Regions from separate parts of the Mus musculus genome. Here region 1 is linked to region 2. The links are chromatin contacts, called in public Hi-C maps. All regions are on one chromosome and are shown on one strand. The core of a region is the stretch at or near the end of the contact, and the rest is flanking DNA. Distances in the headings are between cores, read along the strand shown. Region 1 overlaps Ccdc80 (coiled-coil domain containing 80). Region 2 overlaps Cd200r1 (CD200 receptor 1).

Region 1 (7,065 bases), core at 1,716-4,215, 320 kb before region 2:
AACATTTTAAGGCAAAAGAAGATGCAAATAGGAACACACAACATGCAGCACCCATTCTGTAGGACACAGCTGTTCACAGTGATTTTCTCTATGGGACAGCAATGGCAACCATAGGTGGAGTAGTGACTTGTTACTCTCTATATCTATACTATTCAAATTTCAACAAGGCATAAATAATTCTGTGAATAATAACAAAGATTTAAAATGTCCTTAACTATCTGTCCATCAAACTACCTTCCAAATGACTGCGTTTGTGCCCATAGGATAGCACTGTTGTCAGCCTTTTGCATTGCCTCGTGGTAGCTCCAGAGACTCACTGTTGATCAAGGTATTGGGAATAACCAGTTGTGGAATTACCTACCATAAAGGAGACAGCTATAATGTTGCCTCCAAGGCTCAGGGAACAGGCCAGAGGAGGAACAGGAAGAGTGTAAAAGCTGGAAGAAGGCAGAAGAGATGCATGCTGAGTTCTAGGGCTGGCATGATGACATGGCTGTTGTACTTTTGACACTCCTGGCCAACATGCTTACCTATACAAGACGGTACCCATCAACACCTAGTCGCAGAATAAGGGGCGGATTGTAAGGCGCTGGAGCTCTATATAATGGTTGACAGGGAAGGAAGAAACCATTGTCTTCAGTGCTAGAGATGCTGATAATGTTCCCATGTTTCTATAAACAAACTCTCACCCTTGTTTCTGCTAGCAATGCTACAGGAGCTAATTGGTACACACACACACACACACACACACAGAAGGAGGGCTAACTGGGAAGAGTGATGACATCAGTGAGAATGGGAAGAGGCCAAGACAAGAAAACAGTACTAAGATGATCAAATATATTGTGAACTTGAAAGAAATGTGACAATAAAACCTGTTATTATGCATAAATAAAATGCTAACAGAACTATGAAAACTAAAAACATCCTTTGCAGTTAATATTCTAAATCTTTATAAACAGGTTTTATCTTCACCTAGGAATTATAACTTTGAGGGGTTTGTTGTTACCTTATATTGTTTACTTTTTAAGCAGGGTCTCATGTAGCCCAGGCTGGTCTAAACTCATTCTGTACCTGAAGATGGCCTTGACCTCTTTTATGAAAATATATATATTTTATTATCATTATTATCCTCTCTCTCTCTCTCTCTCTCTCTCTCTCTCTCTCTCTCTCTCTGTGTGTGTGTGTGTGTGTGTGTGTCCATGATGTGAGTAAGTGGGTGCTTGTGCCATGGTGTACATTCAGAAGTCAGAGGACAAGTCTGTGTAATCTATTCTCTATTTCCATCCTTACATGGGCCAAAGGGACTAAACTCCAGTTACCAGACTTTGAACGGTAAGTCCTTTTGCCATCTCACTGACCTGACCTTGTGCATGTACAATGGTAGGTGCAGCGTTGGGCAAGAATAATGGATATAAAAGCCATACCACTCACCTCCAAACTGGAAGCCCCAAGTGTTAGCCACATTAGAGCTCAAAACTCCCCTTCTGTCCATTCTTGCTCTCCTTTCCCCATAGGACTGGAGGAAGGGTGCTAACTCTCCATTTACCTCCTTACATTCAAAACTAGAGATTCGAGCTCTCTTCCTCAGAGAACACACTCTGTAACAGATTCTGAGGAAGAAAAAGAGGACTGACTTGCTCAAGGTCACACTGCTACTAGAAGCAAAATGGCAGCAGGACTCAGACAGCCTGACTTCCTCCCCTGGAGCCCTCACTGTACTATACACAAACACCTCCCAATCACTGGCCAAATGGACCATGGTTTAAGGCCTAAGACAAACTTGCTCTAACCAGCAAGAAGCTGATTTCACAGTCTGGTTTCAACTCTCAAGCAAAATGTTTTCAGAAGTAATTCAGCTAAACATTAGAAAGAAAACGTTTTACACTCTCAGGCTACTGAAATGTCTACATGTTTGGCCTGAGGAGAAAAATCTGCCCAAGGGAAACAATGAAGTCTCTGATCAAGGCTGGATCCAAGAAGGACAGAGGCAAGTACAGCAGGGAAGACTCCACTCCTGGCCAAGTTCTGAAGAAGGTGCATGTGAGGCCAGCTCCTGCCTGCGGCTGTCTACGCTAACCCCAGGTCTCGGCTACCCTCTGCATTCTGTGCAAATCAGAGCTGGGCTAATAGTCTTCAGTCTGGGAGGCAAGGCAGAATGTATGGATTCTTAATTTATCCACTCTGTCTGAGCACACTAGTCAGTCCTCATGGAGTTCTCTAAGACTTACAAGTAGACATTCTTTAAAGAGGTCCTATAAACTGTTAACTTTCTCCTAATTTAGCTAACATGACTCAAAGATCGATGTTCATTTTGTGAGAACAAGAATGGAATTATCAAGGAAAAGACTAGCCAGATGAGAGCTCTTTTTCACCCTCTTACAAATAGTCTGTGGGATGCTTGTCTGGTTTCTCATTATTTAGGAATCCCAGTCCCAAAATCCAGTGGCACATTTCTGGTTGCATTATAGTAAGTTTCTTCATGTATTTGATTGACTATAGACAGCACAGTCGCACTTAAAAATTAGCTTCAATTAGAAGCTATTAAACAATTGTATGCCAGCATTATAGTCAAAACCCCACTTGTGACTAGTTCCTCTCTTGGCATCCACAATTTCTTTTCCTTCCCCTAAATTCAAGCTGTGAACTGAAGTTCTCTAAGGGTGCCATATCTGTGCTGGAGAGTGTGCAGACAGACTGACAGACGACTGACTGAGTGACTGACTAGAATGTTGTAACTGTGGAGAGAGGGGATGTTGAAGATTAAGAGACAAAATTATCTCGGGCTATCTTTAGCTTTCTTAAGATCCACTCACTCCCAAACCATGTCTTTGACCTCACCATCTTTCTGACTATTAGTAAAACCTTTGGAATGTGCTACTCAGCAGATCTCCACCAGCCCTAAAGCTATGAATGTTAAAAGATAACATCTGGGCTGAGGCGATGACTCATTTGGCACAGCACTTGCCACGCCAGCATAAGGAGCTGAGTTTGGATCGCCAGTCCCAACATAGAAAGCTGAGCAGGGGAATGTACTAGCTACTCAATCTAGCCAATCAGCAAGCTTCAGGCCTAGTGAGAGACTCTGTATTTAAAATGAGGTGGGGAAGCCAGGCATGGAGATGCACACTTTAATCCAAGCATTCTGGAGGCAAAAGCAGACAGATTTCTGTGAGTTTGAGGTTGGACTGGTCTACATACAGAGTTCCAGGCAACCTGGTTACACAGTGAGACCCTGTCTTAGGAAGGAAGGAAGGAAGGAAGGGAGGGAGGGAGGGAGGGAGGGAGGGAGGGAGGGAGGGAGGGAGGGAGGAAGGAAGGAAGGAAAGAAAGAAGATGAGAAAATGGTGGAGTGTGATTAAAGAAGAAATCTGACATCAACGTGTGATCATTACACAGAATGGCACATAATAGAACATACAGACACAGCATGGACACACATACACACATAGATACACACGTAGACACACATACAAACACACAGAGAAACACTCAGACACACAAACACGCACATAAATATATATACACACACACATACACATAAAGACTCATACAAACACACACACACAGAGAGAGAGAGAGAGAGAGAGAGAGAGAGAAACATGACATCTGAGAGAGAGAGAGAGAGAGAGAGAGAGAGAAACATGACATCTGAAAACTATAGAAGAGATTGCCCTGATGTGTTGTACCTCACCAACCTGATCTCCCACCAATGTATTTGATTTATGAGTTTTCTTTTTGTTCTACCACTATGAAAGCTCATACAACCTCTTCCACTTTAGAGCATGCCATTCAAGGTGACCCTAATCTTTGTTCACAGGCCATCATGATCAAATCCATTATTTCCTTGGAGCAAGCACTTCGTGGTGCATCTATAAAGCCCTTCACCAATGCTGGGATCATTTCACTGTCTCCTGTTGCTGCAGCACTTCATCACTGGCTTTTTCTAAAGAGTGGAATTTATTGCCAACTTTCATCACCGTCACAAGAAATCTTCCTATTACAATCTTTGGATCCAGACCAATCAAATTAGATTCACTCATGGTAAGACCAAGTGAGCTGCATCCAAACAGGTTTCCTAGCTAATTGTAATGCACTCAAAGGACAGAAAGTCCCTCTCTTACAGAAGAAAACCTGAACTCTTATCATAGCATATAAGGCCATTAATGTTATCGACCCAGTGTATCTTAACTAATCTATCTATTAAGACAGAATACATATACTATGCTCGAGATCTCTATTTTCAATTGCTGAAACTATGGCCTCTTTCAATACATTTGGTGGTGCACATCTGGAATCCCAGGAGGCTGAGGCAGGAGGATGGCAAGTTCAAGGCCAACCTGGACTAGAGAGTGAGTTCCAGGCCATTCTGGGCAACTTAGTCTCTCTCTCTCTCTCTCTCTCTCTCTCTCTCTCTCTCTCTCTCTCTCTCTCTCTCTCTCTCTCTCTCTCTCCCCTCTCTCTCTCCTTATATATGTATGTGTGTGTATATATGTGAGTGTTATATATGAAATATATATTTATATATAACAAATAGAAAATAGATATTTGTATGTCTATAAAGAAGCACAAATACATATTATTGCCTGCAGAGAGCAGGGAGTAATAGATAAAAGAATCAGGCATAGATTCAAGAACCTTCATTGTACAACTTCTTATATAAATAGTATAAAATGTATCAACAACAAAAGTTAAAGATAAAATATCTCAGTTTTCAAAATTAGAGTAACATAAATTTTATTTCCCAAGGCTTCTCCATTAATAAACCCACTATTTATGCCATTTATGGTGTTATCTTTGATTATGGTAGTTGGAAGAGTCTATCTTTTCATGAGTACACATACACACATACACATAAAAGTTTAAATGTAGCTCCTGCACATGAGGGAAAATATTAGCTGTCTTTATGAGTCTGGTTTCTTGTGCCTAGCATGATTTCTAGTGGCATCCATTTCCCCACATCCTCTGGGTCGATAGAGCATGGTTTTTGTATTTGCTCATCTTTTGACAAGGAATCACTTGTGTCTCCTCCACAGTGACTTGTTTTGCACATTTGACCTCTGTACTTTTGTCCCCCTGATTGTCCAGGGTTGATGCTAACAGTGATACATTAGATGGTAAGGACAGGGGCTGGAGTAAGATGAGCGAAGGGATGCTCGACTTTGTAGCCCATTTACATAGTTAATCATCAGAGACTGAGTACACAGGAAACACCGAGACACTGTGGACACCCGCTTACCCAGACTTCCTGCCTCCCTCAATAAGGGTGGAGGGGTCTAGGAAGGGCAGTTGGCAGGTGCTGTCACCACAGATGAAAGCAACACCTGGAGTCAGAGGACCAGGTTTTCTGGTCTGGCTCAAAGGGGAAGCAGTTTGGGGGCATTATTATGGGTATTGATGTGAGCTTTACCATATAACATAATTCTCTTCAGGAAAATCGAAGACAAAAAAAAATAATGTAAACTAGAATGTGTTCTGTCATTCTTATTTGTAAATGTTACTTTAAAATTCATCTCTGTGCATTCCTTGTTTATATAAACAATGTTGTCACTTCTTATACTGTATCCCACATCCATCAACTTTTCTACCTCCTTTTTATTAATGACCCTTAAACACCAATTGCCTCAGAGGAAGCTATCAGAGCTGGGGAGATAACCCAGTGAGTAAGAGCACACACTGGGGTGGGTGGGGGACTTCAAGTATCCTTTGAGTTTTAGTACCTAGTATGTGGGGATCAAGACAAATGTAAAAATATTTATCAAGTTCATGGGTTTTTTTTAGGGGAATCCAATTCCCACCTGCTGTATTCTAGCTCCTTCTCATTTGATCCTTTGGTAAGGAACCAGTATACAGAAACTTCTTCCTAACTGACCAATTCTTTGATCTTTCAACTCAACATAAACACCAATATTCTTATTCTAGATTGGCATTTTAAATAGAAACAACAGAGAAAGCCTTTATATGTGAATCCATTTTAGTATCTCACATATAATATCCTTCTATGTTGGCAAACCCATATGGGCACTGGAATTTGCCCAAATCTTGTGACTTTTTTTAGATGAATGTCTGAAATCTTAAGTTTAATTTCCTAGTGTTTGTAGGCCCATAGATCATGTTCTAACTATTGTCAGCAAGATGGACCAGCTGATGGGTGCATCCACATTGTGTCTGGTTGTCAGTGTTCGCTTTCAAGGGCCAGTAAAACTCTGGAGAAATACAGAGTATTTACTTCATATTTAAAGAGAAGTAAAACTACTGGACAGATCTCAGGCTGAAAATCAGACAAAGCTGGGATTTGGTTTACTAAGACTACAGCTCATGCCAAATTTTATTTTCCCATAACTGAATCCCAGTCTTGGCTGAAAGAGCTACAAGCCTTTCTCATGAGGGTAACCTGGGACACAGGGAGGGAAGGGCCTTCCAGGAATTAAGTGAAAGAAAAAAATCATCCCCCTCTTTCAAAGCAGGCCAGTGCTGTCACTCTGTGAGACAAAGATACAAACTGTAAGACCTGGTTTTCAATAAGTCAGAAAAAAGAAAAAGAAAAATCCCTCCATCCCTACAGTTCAGATTCAATCCAGATTTCTAGAAAACACCAGAATAATGCTAAAAAAGTTTCCAAGGCGGTACCAGATGCTTATAATAGGACTATACCAAGACTGATGGAGAAGATATAATGACTTTCCCAAACTCCTCTGAGCTAAGGAATGAGAACACTGTGTGGAAGAGTTGGTAGGTAGCACATTTGACAGAGAAAACCTGGCTGCAGAGGACTTTTATCACTTGCCAGCACCAGTCTCTGCTGGATTGAATGTCTGTTTCCTCTCTAGACATCTGGAGTATCATGAAGCCGGAGGCTCAAGCTACTATGTGAAACTCTAGGAAACAAATGGTTTGAATCCTCATTAACCTCTAAATATTCCTTTATGCTTTTTAGTCTCTTGGGCTTCTCATTGATCATCCAGAGTACTAGTACAATCTTGCAATCTGACCAGAAAGAGCACTTGCAAGTCAGCATTCTGTAATGAGCAGAAAGCACTAGCAATTGTTTTCCTGGTGGCAATGGTG
Region 2 (7,446 bases), core at 4,804-7,303:
CAGGCTGCAGCAGGATTTCTATGGAGACCACACCCTTCTCTTCTGAGCTGTGGTTAGTACAATGGTGTTGAGGTGGTTTGGGGAAATAGCTCAGTTCCCACAACTCTGCCCTGCTCCCAAGTGGTACTTGTGTAGTGATAACCTGCTTAGTGTGACAGTCCCACTGTCTCTGAGACAGTCTGCCTACTGTGAGGCTTCAATTACCCTGCTGCATTACTGCCCTGCACAACTTCACCAAACATTTCTAGGCCAGTAAGTTCCCAGTTAGTCATAACCTGGCTCCAGTGTGTAAGTCCATTATACATATCTTGGATGTAAATGTTCTATAGGATATCTTATGTATTGTATGTATCTGTAGTGTACATTGCAATATTATGTGAAATGTAAGATCTGCATATAGACAATGAAACCAACCACTCAAGTGTCATGCCAATGAAAACACCAAATAAACAATGAACAGTGAAAAAAAAAGATTCCCAACAACCAGGTTTTAAAAAATAAATAAATTCAGTTTTGTACACTTGTAATTGCAATACAGAAGTAAGTAAGGATGAGTGGGTCCCTATAGCTTGCTCACGAGCCCATCTACCCCAAAAGAAAGCTCCAGGTTCTGTAAGAGACCTTATACTAAAAGTACAGTAAAGACAGGGACAGCAGGGATTGCCAGATGGCCAGGCAGATGAAGGGAAATCTATAACTGACAGGGGAGGGGAGGTAGGGGATCATCTCCAGGATGAGACAGAGTCCTGGAATAAGGAAGGCACCCCAAAGATCAAGGGCACTGTACTTAGCTGTGACCACAGCATTGGGGTATGAAACTTAAAGAGGCCACCACCTGTGGCTATCCAGGAACCCCAATGGAACAATAGAGACACAAACCCACCCACAAAACTTTCAATGCCAAATTTGTCCTCTCTACAAGAAATTCAGGGATGTGGGGATAGAGCAGAGACTGAGGGAATGGCCAACCAATAACTGACCCAACTTGAGATGCATCCCATGAGCAAGCACCCATCCCTGACAGTATTAGTGATACTCTGTTATGCTTGCAGACAGGAGTCTAGCATGGCTGACTCTGAGAGGCTCCACCCAGCAGCTGACTCAGAAAAACGCAGACTCCCATGGCCAAACAGTGAATGGAGCATAGAGACTCTTATTGAAAAACAAGAGAAAGGATTGCAGCCTCTAAGGAGACAAGAACTCTACAGGAAGGCAAACAGAGTCAACTAACATGGACCCTCAGGGCTCTCAAAGACTGAAATACCAAGCAAAGAACACACATAGGCTTGACCTAGGCTTTCCCACATATATGTAGCAGGAGTTCAGCTTGGTCTTCATGTGGGTCCCAAACAACTGGAGTGGGGACTATACCAAAAGCTGTTGCCTGTACATGGGATATGTTCTTCTAGCTGGGATGCCTGGTCTGGCTTCAGTGGGAGAGGATGTGCCTAGCTTCACAAAGATTTGATGTGCCAAGTTGGGGGATACTCAAGTGTACACCCACTGGATCAAAGGAGAAGGGAGGGATGAGGAGACAGATTTTGGGAGGGATGCCTGGAGGGGGATATACCATCTCCCATAGGTACAATATAAATGGCCTAGTTTGGGTTATCCAAGATAAACATTTTTTAGAGTAGAATCTTTGAGATAGCCATATTTTGAGATGACTGGAGAGCTGTTTGGTACAAGCTTACACAAAAATCAAATTTAAACTAAGACTAGGAGAGCAATTTTGTGGGGCTGGATGAGAAAGGCACATGAGATAACAGGAGTCAGGGAAAGCCAAGAAATACACACTTCATCCAATACACAAAGGGAATGGAGAGCTGGCTGCTGTTGAAGAGTCTGGGAGACAAGGGTGCTGATGGGACACTTTGTAAAGATATATGGTTGCATCTGAAAGATGACTCTTAAAAAGAGACTAGATCTCCTGTGGGTACCACTCACAGATCCCTATCAATTACTGTAGTAGACCTGAGCCTACTTAACCATAATCATTATCTTGCGGGACGGGATACGGAATTCCTGCTGCAGGTTTGGTTTGGTTTTAACAGGATATAAGCTCAAACTGGCTTTTAGCCTACCAAGGGTGTGAATCTTTCAATCTGCCAGAAGCTGAGATTACAGGTGTGCCAGTAGTGGGTTTGCATGTGCATTAACCCTAAAGGCTCATGCTTGCTTAGTCCCCACTTGATTGGAAAATACTTCTAGCACCATGCTTGCCTGTGTGCAGTAGTTAACTCTGGGTAAAATGGATTAGCCTTCAAATTGTAAACAATTGTTAGTAGATGCTACTGAGTTTCTCTGGTTGTGGTATCTTAAGTAGAGCCAATATGGCCAGGTTAGTTTCCCCGTTTGTCTGATACAGGAAAGTGCCCAGGGCAGAAAAGCCAATCTAGAGTCCCCAGGTACCAGTGCTGGCCTCAAAATCAACCCCACAGCACTTCCTCCAACAAGGTCACATCTTCTAATAGAGCCACTTCCCATGGGCCAAGCATATTCAAAACACCACATATGGTTTCATAGATGTGAAAGAACAACATGGCCAAAGTAACTCTTATAAAGGTAGACATGTAGTGGGAGCTGGCTTATAATTTCAGACAGTCAGTCTATTATCAACATGAAGGGAAGCGTGGCTGAGTCTAGGCAGATGTGGTGCTGGAGAAGCTGAGAGACCTACATCTTGACCCAAAGGCAGCCAAGAGGAGACGCCCCTCTGAAGGCAGCCAGGAGGGGACTAGCATTCACAAACTGGATGGAATCTGAGCATAGGAACCCTCAAAGCCTACACCCACTTCCTCCAACAAAGCCACATCTACACCTACAAGGCCACACTTTCTAATAGTTCTATTCCCTATGGACAAACAGTAAAACACATGAATTTATATGGGGACCAAACCTATTTAATCCACCACAAAAACCTAGCCATGAATACATATATGTTATAATGCATAACTTTCAAAGTAGTGGGGTAGGGTGGAAGGAATAGGAAGAAGAAAAAGAGGTAATTTTCCCAAATGGAAAGAAAAATATTTTAGTAGACAAAATAATTGCCTTAAATGTCTCAGTTGGGACATGTGAAGAGTGAATGGGTCTTGGTTTAATTCTATCATTACATCATAATGAAAATACTTGTGCAAGTATCCTTCCATACATTTGTAACCATAGCCATTGGGAGGCCAGACTGGGCTCTAGAGTGATTGTAGAACTACCTTAGAAATCAACTCCTCATCTCAAAATAACAAAGCAAACAAAATAAGATGAATAAATCTATTTTAATAGTTTTTCTGATATAAAGAGAACAGGCTTATTTTTAACAATGAAAATATATATGCTAAAAGTTACCAATATATGTACTCCCAATATTTCCATCCAAAGAACAATGGAGGGAAAAGTTACTTTCAACCCATTACCATCCTTTTAGCATGTAAAGTTCTCCAAGTTCTCCCACCTACACATATAGTTCAAAGACAGTTGTTCTTTGATAATTACATCAGAATAGAATTTTTAAAATGCACAATTCAAGCCGGGCATGGTGGCGCACGCCTTTAATCCCAGCACTTGGGAGGCAGAGGCAGGTGAATTTCTGAGTTCAAGGCCAGCCTGGTCTACAGAGTGAGTTCCAGGACAGCCAGGGATACACAGAAAAACCCTGTCTCAAAAAACCAAAAAAAAATTAAAAATTAAAAAAAATGCACAATTCATAATGTCCATAAAACTGTTGTGCATGATATGGCAGCACTTTTGTAGCAATACAAAGAGTTGAAAATACTGTCATTACAAATGCTTCCTGTCTCTCTCATGTTGACAAAGATATGAGTCCAGTTCCATTAAATAATTGAGTCAATATCATAAATGTAAGACATATCACCCATCTGGTTAATTAAACATGGAAAGTATAAATGTGAAAGTAAGAATATAAAAATATAAGAATAAGAATAAGAATAATAATAAGAATATGAAGAAAGGCACATTCAAACACAATTGGAGAAAATGTAAACTGACAGCTTGACTGATCTATTAATAATAAAAATGCGAAGATATGGGCACAGGGGAACAGCAATGGCTTGTGCTGTAAGATCGAGAATTGACAAATGGGACCTAATGAAACTCCAAAGTTTCTGCAAGGCAAAAGACACCGTCAATAAGACAAAAAGACCACCAACAGATTGGGAAAGGATCTTTACCTATCCTAAATCAGATAGGGGACTAATATCCAACATATATAAAGAACTCAAGAAGGTGGACTTCAGAAAATCAAATAACCCCATTAATAAATGGGGCTCAGAACTGAACAAAGAATTCTCACCTGAGGAATACTGAATGGCAGAGAAGCACCTGAAAAAATGTTCAACATCCTTAATCATCAGGGAAATGCAAATCAAAACAACCCTGAGATTCCACCTCACACCAGTCAGAATGGCTAAGATCAAAAATTCAGGTGACAGCAGATGCTGGCGAGGATGTGGAGAAAGAGGAACACTCCTCCATTGTTGGTGGGATTGCAGGCTTGTACAACCACTCTGGAAATCAGTCTGGCGGTTCCTCAGAAAATTGGACATAGTACTACCAGAGGATCCAGCAATACCTCTCCTGGGCATATATCCAGAAGATGCCCCAACTGGTAAGAAGGACACATGCTCCACTATGTGCATAGCAGCCTTATTTATAATAGCCAGAAGCTGAAAAGAACCCAGATGCCCCTCAACAGAGGAATGGATACAGAAAATGTGGTAAATCTACACAATGGAGTACTACTCAGCTATTAAAAAGAATGAATTTATGAAATTCCTAGCCAAATGGATGGACCTGGAGGGCATCATCCTGAGTGAGGTAACATATTCACAAAGGAACTCACACAATATGTACTCACTGATAAGTGGATATTAGCCCAAAACCTAGGATACCCAAGATATAAGATACAATTTCCTAAACACATGAAACTCAAGAAAAATTAAGACTGAAGTGTGGACACTATGCCCCTCCTTAGAAGTGGGAACAAAACAACCTTGGAAGGAGTTACAAAGACAAAGTTTGGAGCTGAGATGAAAGGATGGACCATGTAGAGACTGCCATATCCAGGGATCCACCCCATAATCAGCATCCAAACGCTGACACCATTGCATACACTAGCAAGATTTTATCGAAAGGACCCAGATGTAGCTGTCTCTTGTGAGACTATGCCGGGGCCTAGCAAACGCAGAAGTGGATGCTCACAGTCAGCTAATGGATGGATCACAGGGCTCCCAATGGAGGAGCTAGAGAAAGTACCCAAGGAGCTAAAGGGATCTGCAACCCTATAGGTGGAACAACATTATGAACTAACGAGTACCCGGAGCTCTTGACTCTAGCTGCATATGTATCAAAAGATGGCCTAGTTGGCCATCACTGGAAAGAGAGGCCCATTGGACACGCAAACTTTATATGCCCCAGTACAGGGGAACGCCAGGGCCAAAAAGGGGGAGTGGGTGGGTAGGGGAGTGGGGATGGGTGGGTATGGGGGACTTTTGGTATAGCATTGGAAATGTAAATGAGCTAAATACCTAATAAAAATGGGAAAAAAATAATAATAAAAATGCATTCCAACTGACAGGACCATTACACTCAAAGAAATTATCTCACAGGTGCACTCAAATAATGCAGAGATTCACCACAACAAATATTCTACATGGTTTTGTTTAATACCACACACAACACAAAATCCAAGGGCCATGATTAATTAAATTACAATGTAATCATACAGGAGAATTCTATGTAGCCATTAAAAAGAATGAGGTAGATTTACTTATGCTGATATAAAAATATCTCCAATGCTCACTTTATAAGCTTTTATAAATCCAAAACTCCAGTGTGTTTTTTACAAGGAGATGTCCTGAAAAGCAAATGTGTGCATATATACACATTTGTAAATAAACATGTAATTGGACACACATACCATAGTCATGTATACATAGGAATTTTTTTGTAAGAACTCACATGAAATTCTTTAGTGATGATTGTTCCTCCTGCAGTTATTTCTTGAGGAAACTCAGTTTTCATCATACTTTATTGCACAACTTGATATTTCACCATAACCATGTGCTTTCTTTGTAATAATTAAATCAGTTCTTCCTAAAATTAACAGGTAGCAGCAGAGATTCCAAACTTCCAATGATAGAATTTAAATGCAATTTCATTAGAACATTTGTGCTTTTTAATAGCTTTGGAAGAGCTAATTTCCAAGTAGTCCTTCCATTGTCGAATTTTAAAGAAAGCAAAGCAGTAATTATGATGTCTCTTGACTTCTTTTTTCTTGGTTCTAGATTCCAATGGCCGACAAAGTAAGGCAGTCTGTGCCATTGACTTCGCCTTGTGATACTGGAAATGCCTCCACCTTAGTCACAGTATCATAGAGTGGATTGCTCTTCTCTGTATAGCTAGCATAAGGCTGCATTTCATCCTTGAAGAAAGCTCAAAGTTAAAATCCATTCAAAAGAGCTAGACATCATTACCAAAATTACCCAAGTTTCTACCACATTTAGCATCTACTAATAATGTTTAAAACTGTTTATCTGCCTCAGAAGATCAAGGCTTTGTTCTAATAATCTATCACAAACATTTGATGGTTATTTATATTTTGTGTGAAATGGTTGTTGGGTGAATATAGACATGTAGAGGAATGAGGTGATATAAGAAGTATTTCAAAAGAATGAGTCAAAGAAAATAAGAAGCTGGTCATAGGAGACTAAGGAGCAGGCTGCTTTAAGCTTAGATAAGAGAAATATTATAGTGGTGTTTAAATGGGGAAGTGGAGAATTAGACACTGTTTCATGGAGAAGGAAACATCTACTGGATTTCTCCAGAGATTACAATCCAAATTTGGCAAAGTTGTTAAGATACAGTTTATCAGATGAAAAATTAGATTGGAAGATAAATAGCTGAATAGATAGATATTCATATGCAGAATTTTCTCCTTTGTTATAGTAATTACAAATCAGTGTACTCCATAACTAGTAGTTAATTTCTGATTTGTTGAAACATACATATTAATTATCAGAACATTTTGAAACTTTAACTGTTTATAAGAAATATATTATATATACTTTGATAGATATTTAGCAAAATAAGTATATCTGACTACTAACTGCAATGTTAGAACATTTGTTCAACAGAAACATGAGTACTAATGCAAATTACATATTATTCTGTTAGATTTAAGACCATGTGGCTTTAAAGTTTGCAAATATACATTAATTTATCTTACCTCCTCAATAGCTGAAGTAGCTTCTAATTTTGGCAATTTGCATTTTCTAAAAAGCAAAACAAAACAATCTGGAGTGACTGCAGGTAACATCATTGTTTAGAATAAACAGTTATTCTATCAAAATGTTCTAATAATTAATAGGAAGTCTCTGTAAATCAGAAATAAACTACCAGAAATGAATGAAATACCCCAATTTGCATTTA

What was found. A called contact is a pair of places that touch in the nucleus more often than the background predicts.
Region 1: a contact with region 2 is called in a Hi-C map of bone marrow-derived macrophages, with 13 read pairs. The contact joins two enhancer-like sites. A contact is called at or near these places in 1 of 15 datasets of contacts at CTCF or cohesin (CD8 T cells), 1 of 484 Hi-C or Micro-C datasets (bone marrow-derived macrophages) and 2 of 115 datasets of contacts at active chromatin or transcription factors (embryonic fibroblasts and embryonic stem cells).

Annotation. Positions count from the first base shown.
Region 1 is chr16:45,106,566-45,113,630 of GRCm38.p6, reverse strand. All of the region lies in intron 3 of Ccdc80 (coiled-coil domain containing 80), which reads right to left. Among named protein-coding and RNA genes, the nearest start is that of Ccdc80, 16 kb to the right of the region's middle. Within about 2 kb of position 2,965, at least 99 of the 459 cell types and tissues checked have an H3K27ac peak or open chromatin away from gene starts, as enhancers often do. A contact at or near this core is called in bone marrow-derived macrophages, where this site is marked.
Region 2 is chr16:44,793,193-44,800,638 of GRCm38.p6, reverse strand. It overlaps Cd200r1 (CD200 receptor 1), which reads right to left. Exons shown (of 7, transcript NM_021325.3): 6 at 7,244-7,289; 7 at 5,662-6,439. The coding sequence ends at 6,299. It also overlaps the pseudogene Gm5063. Among named protein-coding and RNA genes, the nearest start is that of Cd200r4, 24 kb to the left of the region's middle. Within about 2 kb of position 6,053, at least 6 of the 459 cell types and tissues checked have an H3K27ac peak or open chromatin away from gene starts, as enhancers often do. A contact at or near this core is called in bone marrow-derived macrophages, where this site is marked.